Regions from separate parts of the Arachis hypogaea genome. Here region 1 is linked to region 2. A link is a contact called in public Hi-C data. All regions are on one chromosome and are shown on one strand. The core of a region is the stretch at or near the end of the contact, and the rest is flanking DNA. Distances in the headings are between cores, read along the strand shown. Region 1 holds the start of LOC112800610. Region 2 holds the start of LOC112800602.

Region 1 (3,265 bases), core at 357-2,856, 150 kb after region 2:
CCTTTGTCCATCTTCCATCTCAACAATAAAAGCATAAAGAATTAATATTATGCTAAATATTTTTCACTAATAGATATCATCATGACAACATCAAGTACACCTCATGTTTATTGAAAGTAGGCGAGGAGTGAACGTAAAAATGCCCTGCAGATATTGGAGTAGCATGGTGTAAGTATTAGTTGAAACTCGAATGACTTTTATCCACATATTCATATCATTCCATTGCCATTTTCCTTTCCCACAGCTAAAATATGCCAACTAGGCACTAATCTATTAGTTAATCATAACGCAACTGAATTAACTGATACTCATTTGTATTCGTGTCATGAGAATAGGTACATGTAGTGAGGTAATCAGATAGTAGCAGACAAATTAGATGACTGCAAATGCAAGATCTCATTAAATCTTCTACCAACACAATTTTGATCATACAAAATTTTCTTAAAAGAATGCTACAATGCTAGTTCAATCTCAAGAAATTGCACCTGTTGCGTCTCACCAGTACGATAAAGCACATCCATGTTAAGATCATGATTCTTGAAGACTGAATCAGCATTAAGGTCTTCAGCCAGCCCAAGGAGCTCATCCTTACAATTGAACACAAATATGCATGATTAGACAATTAAACCTCAACATAAATTCTTTCCAAGATAACCAGAAAAACAAAAACCTCAACTGTGAGAAAAATGAAAGGTTTAGAGTAGTTAGTTGCTAGCAAGATGTTTGAGCCAAACAGCTCTAACAAGAAAATAAAAGGAGTAGACACAGATAAACGAATGGCATCTTTTTTTTTCTTGGAAAAGTATAAGTAGACAATGAAAATACTAAACAATGTGAACAATGGATATATCGGATGTTCATTTTACTAGCTGTGCAGATGGTTATTCTAATATTAAAATTTAGGTGAGTAATTTGGAGGTGTAGTGTGTTTTGATTTGATTGGTGATTGTTCATGTTGTTCAAGAAAGGTATTGGTTACCTAGCATTTCCTTTTTTTTTGTGGTGGTGGTGTTTTGGTGGGGGTGTTAAAATGCTCACTGAAAATTTTAGACATGCCATGATCTTCATAAAAGTAACAAAAATGATGCATTGCTCACAAGCAAAAGTAGTAATAACAACTCCATTGACTACAAATTGAAAAGGAAGAGACAATAAGTTTGATCGCATAACGTAATCAAACGAAGTATTTTACTGACTACATTTTGAACCGAAGCTTCCGAATAAATCGTTGTAGCTGAAAGATTCTCACTTAACAAAATTTCACTCTTTTCAATAATAAACAGCAATAAATGCAAAAACACTCGCTTAACTAAAAAAGGCATTAAAAATCATAAATCAACATGAAAGTATATTAAATAGAAAATGATATTAGCATAGGGAAGGGATCGAGTAGGAAGTGAAACCTGAAAGTTCCAAAAGTGAGAGCCAACGTAATTGGCAAAATCGCCGAGTTGGATAGTTACAAGTTCTTTCATATTTACCTCCTACGCAGCCAATTATGCAATGGCGGTGGTGGAGGACGGTGCGGTGGTGAAGCCCGACGGAGAGGCGGGGTAGATTAGAGATGATAGGGGGTGCGGGTGTCAGACCAAGGATGGCCTTTAACTTTTTTTTTTTTGCCGGGTTTTTTTTTTTTGGAACGGGTTCGGGTCGGATACTGCGAAATTTTCTTTTCTTCTTTACTGTCTTCAGACATTGTAGGGTGGTGACGTGGTGTGGCTTTTTTTTTTATCAGTAAATTGGACCATCCTAATTTTAGATACCCAATAAATTTTTTTGGTATGGTAATGGGCCTAAGCCCAAGAGAAAAAAATTATTTTCTAGGTACCCAATAAATTAGACAACACGTGGTGTGGCTTAAGCTTAAGGTTTAGGGTGCAACTGAGGCTTGGCATAGATGGAGGATTTCTACGCCTCTCATCAAGCTGCACTCGGATTCAAATCCCAGCTGAGACTGGATGTTACAAGAACCCATAATACCCATGTAGTGTGTGTGAGTGTATTGTGTGGGTGTGTGAAACATGGGGTTAATGTCTAGGATTGGAGTTGTCCAATCTATTTGACCAAAAAAAAAAAGCTTAAGGTTTAGGGTTGTTGGGTTTGAGTAGTGTGGGTTTGCTTTTTCGGGCTGTGATCAGTGATAAGGCCAAGAAGACCCAACACAACAACAACAAAAAAAACAACAATAATAAATAGAGAAAACAAAAGCAGCATTGTATTATTCTCTTTCTTAAATTAACAGTCCCTCTTAATTACTTGCTAGAGACAAAATAAATAAAAAAAATTACTTGCCAAAACAATCACTAAGTTTTATTAAATATATTAATAAATTGAGAGAGAAATAGCAAAAATATATTTTATTAAATACAAGTTACAACGCATCTTTTTCTTTTACAAGTATAATCTCTATTAATATTTTCTTTTCAATAAATACTTAAAATATGATAGGTGTAAATTAATTAATGAGTTATTGAAATCTGAATACAATAATTAATTTTGCCTAAATTGATATTTAAAAAAAATAAAAGAATTTAGCTAGAATATAGATTAAAATGACCAATTATTTTTTTTATAAAAAAATTTAAACTTTTAATATATTTTTATTAATAATCTTAATATGTCCGCTTAAAACACGTTAACTACAAAAAATAAGAGACACTTGTGAAAAAATAAAGTAGAATCAATTGTTTCCTAACTTAGCTGAAGCTTGCAGAAGAAATGACCATAATTAAACAAGAAATTTGAAAAGTGTGCAGTGACCTTGATTGGTAGAGAAAACAATGGCATTATATATGTTACGAGAATCGATGCTTAGAAGAAAATAACAAGCAACATGGATTATGTCTGTATAAGAGGCCATTCTTGAGTCTTGACAAATGACAAGTGATATATATGCTGCCGCAAAAATTCTGACACTCTTGTGGCCTGGCAATAATATCCACCAAAATGCTGAGCCAATTTTCCCCATCAATATTCCAATGCAGGGATATGGTTGCAACTCACAACTTACAACACCAGTATATAATTTTCTATGTCCCCTCAATACCCTCAATCATAACAAAATGGATTTAACAAAAATTCAACACGGCAGACCAAAACACAATTAAAATTTAAAAAGAAAAAAAGCCTAAAAGATCTGCAAAATCTCATGCTCCCTTGTATAATAATTCTATATGTTAGACTATTATTCTTTTCTTAGTCAAATCCGGGGGGTCTCAACTTATGTATTATTATGACTATATTATATTTGTCTGCAAAATTTTTA
Region 2 (3,185 bases), core at 518-3,017:
AGCACCTCAACCTGAAAGTATTAGAAGCAGAATTTGATTTAGCAATGAATCACCAACTCACCACCATAGACAAGTAGAAGTTGTTGAAGTGAAAAGAGTTCTTCTTTATACTAATCCACAAAATCTGGGGGAGACATTTATATCATGATATGTAGGTATGAAACCAAGTATATTATTACATAATAATCTTGTGATACATAGAACACACAAATCTTTGCAATAGAATACATATCACGAAGTAATTCCCATCCATTGTAAAAGACCAGAGATATACTGCAGGCGACTTTGTCTTTCTTCCCCCCGCAATGATCTAATTGACAGTAAAGCTAGAGTCTTACAGTAAAGGTGTGTTGTTGTTTAGCTGCACCGTAGCTTTCCTTAACAACTCTCCCAGCAACAGTTCTGCTTCCTATAACTCTTCCATTCCGAGTCTTTTTATCAAACCTGGGAAAATATGTTAGTCAGCTTGAGAAAGAATATTTCGGTTGGAAGGAAAACAGGCATAGATAGAAAATGATGAGAGAAACAGAATACTTCTCATAAACCTTCTGTCTGAACAAAACGACATCTCCCTTGCAGACATCACCTAAAGACATCGAGAAGATTACTGTTTATTTGGGTAGTTTTAAGATTAAGTCAGAGAAAAAAAAAAGGGGGGGGGGGGGGGGGAGCCACTAAGAACAATATACCAGTGCAATTAATGATAAAGGATGATCTCGGGTAGAGATTGTATCCGTTTCCATCTTTTAACCTGAGATATCAAAACCGTCACTTGCCAAGAGAACAATTCATTTGCACTAAAATCTTCAGGGTGTATATTCTTAATTCTTATAAATAATTAATTATAAGAAATATATTTACTAAAATTACTCTTGCCCCTCAAATGTAACTTGAAACCACTTAAAAACAGGGAATGATGATACCTACAAAATCATCAATAGCTTTGCCATTTCATATAAAATTTCCTTTCCCCTCAAATTGCTTCATACACTGTCTAACATGTCCTTAATCGACAGACATTTTCCAATTGTTACAGCTATATGTCTCACACATAAAACTCATTCCACCACCCACCCTGAACTCCTAAACCTAATATCACATTCAAACCTTGATAAATTAAAGAAACCATTCCCTAACACGAAGCTTATTTACTCATAATTGCTTTAAATAATTAAATTCAACACAATGGGTTGCAAGAAATGGAGAAAGGAGTTACCCCCAATGCTCCTGTATCCTCGCAACACAAACAGCTCTAGTCCCAGATATCCTGAGGCCGTGTTTCCGCAAATAGGCTTTGCATTCTCTCAATTTCAACGATTCTATGTCATTTCCTTCTGCCAAATCGAAAAACTGATATCAGTTAACACACTATTTACTATATAGTGTAGCATTTAAGTTGATTAATGAATAGATAAATAAAACTGAAAACCCTAAAAACCCAAAACCTCGAAGGAGGGCGACGACTTTGTTGGAGAGGGACTCATCATCGTCGCCGTCATCGTTGTGACCATTGCCAGTGTCATCGGATTCGGACGAGTCATCGCGATCGGTGTAATCGTCGTCCCCGTCGCCCGCGTCTTCCTCATATTCATCATCATCATCTTCTTCTTCTTCTTCGGAAGAGATCACAATCACTGCGCGCTTTCCTCTACCAGCATCCATGTCATCACACGCTCGCACGCCCGCGTATAAATTACTTTTGAAAAATGTATTTTTGGTCAGAACTTTTCAAAAATTTTTTTTTTTTGGTCAAGAGAATTTTTCAAAAATATTGAAAAATAGCTGACTATAGAACTGAGCTTTGACTTTTTTTTCTTGGGCTCCTTTAGTGCCTTGCTTACTCTCTCTTTGGGCTTCGGCCCCTTACCAAATAAAAGGCCTCTCTGTTCGAATTTATTAGGTGCTTTAAGAATAAATGAGACCAAGCCCAGGAAAAAAAAATGCGAATGAGACTTTTTATTTTTATTTTATTCCATCCATGTTGTCATCCATAGGCAATGTGAGTTATTTTTACATAAATTAATTTAAATAGAGTAAAGTGACAATTAGATTACCGAAAAAAGATTTTGGATTAATTAGTCTTTGAAAAAAAAGTACCAATTAAGTCTTCTAAAATAACAAATAGTGGACATGTATGTCCTTTTGTCAATGAATAGTACGAAACAAAATAGAATTGTCCATGTATTTTATTATTTACAGTGGTGTATGTTTCGTTACTGTCACATGAGCAGAAAATGATGTAGTTTTGGACAGTGAAATATTTATTATCTTTTGAGTTTTCATATATCTTTTATCAACTGCTCTCTATTTATCACAAATCTTATCAAAACAAGTGAAATTTCGCTCCAAAAGTTGTTATCTACATGATTATCTTTCATAGATAAACACGTCAGAATAATTAACGGTACATATAAGCATAACTGTTAGGTTTTAGTCGATGAATTGATAGAATGTGCCCACCATTTGCTATCGTGGTTGACCAAATTGGTACTTTTTTTTTTTTACGGACTAATTAGTCTAAAGTCTAAATCTTCAGCCTTCAGGGACCTAAGTCTCACCATTATGGGTTTATGGTTTTATACAAGAGTATGTAGTGAAGTATCACAACCGAGCGACATAAATAAATTCCTACGGTGATCTCTGAGATTCAGGATTTTTATTCTTATAAATTTTTAGATTCAAAATTTACTATATTAGTCCATGAAATTCAACTCCAGACACTATATTAGTTCCTAGACCTTTTTCGGTGCTGAGTTAACGAACAGAATGCTGAGCTAATTCTGATTTATCATGCTAGACATAGGGTTAAGTGATGTCGTTTGGTTTTAGTACTTAAATAAAGTAAAAAAATGAAACAAATCAAACAAAGAAAAAAAAAGTTAAAAAGAAGGAATTATGCATTTTTTATATATTCTTTTTGACAATAAATACAAAGACTTTTAAAAAAATGCATAACTTTATAAATAAAAAGACATAAATTTTACATGAAGAATAAAGAAAGAAGAAGAAGAATAAGAAAAAAAAAGAAAATAAAACATTCTATCTTGCATCATGTTTAAAATTTCGATGTCAGAGTTAAGTATCTCTTATGTCACAGTTAACAATCTTTTAAGAAGAATTAAAACAAAAAAATCAAACAAATAAAAAAGAAATTATACTATTTATTTTATCTTTTTAGTTTAACT

Evidence for each region. A called contact is a pair of places that touch in the nucleus more often than the background predicts.
Region 1: a contact with region 2 is called in a Hi-C map of leaf, with 2.3 times the contacts expected there. The contact joins the promoter of LOC112800610 here to the promoter of LOC112800602 in region 2. A contact is called at or near these places in 2 of 8 Hi-C or Micro-C datasets (both in leaf).

What each region holds. Positions count from the first base shown.
Region 1 is chr5:8,955,773-8,959,037 of arahy.Tifrunner.gnm2.J5K5, forward strand. It overlaps LOC112800610, which reads right to left and starts at 1,607. Exons shown (of 7, transcript XM_072236663.1): 1 at 1,404-1,607; 2 at 486-587; 3 at 99-144. The coding sequence starts at 1,475. LOC112800611 (transcription factor HHO5) reads right to left here. Exons shown (of 5, transcript XM_025842950.3): 5 at 2,766-3,265. The coding sequence ends at 3,263.
Region 2 is chr5:8,810,016-8,813,200 of arahy.Tifrunner.gnm2.J5K5, forward strand. It overlaps LOC112800602, which reads right to left and starts at 1,768. Exons shown (of 8, transcript XM_025842937.3): 1 at 1,446-1,768; 2 at 1,217-1,334; 3 at 690-751; 4 at 535-586; 5 at 339-444; 6 at 1-11. The coding sequence starts at 1,662.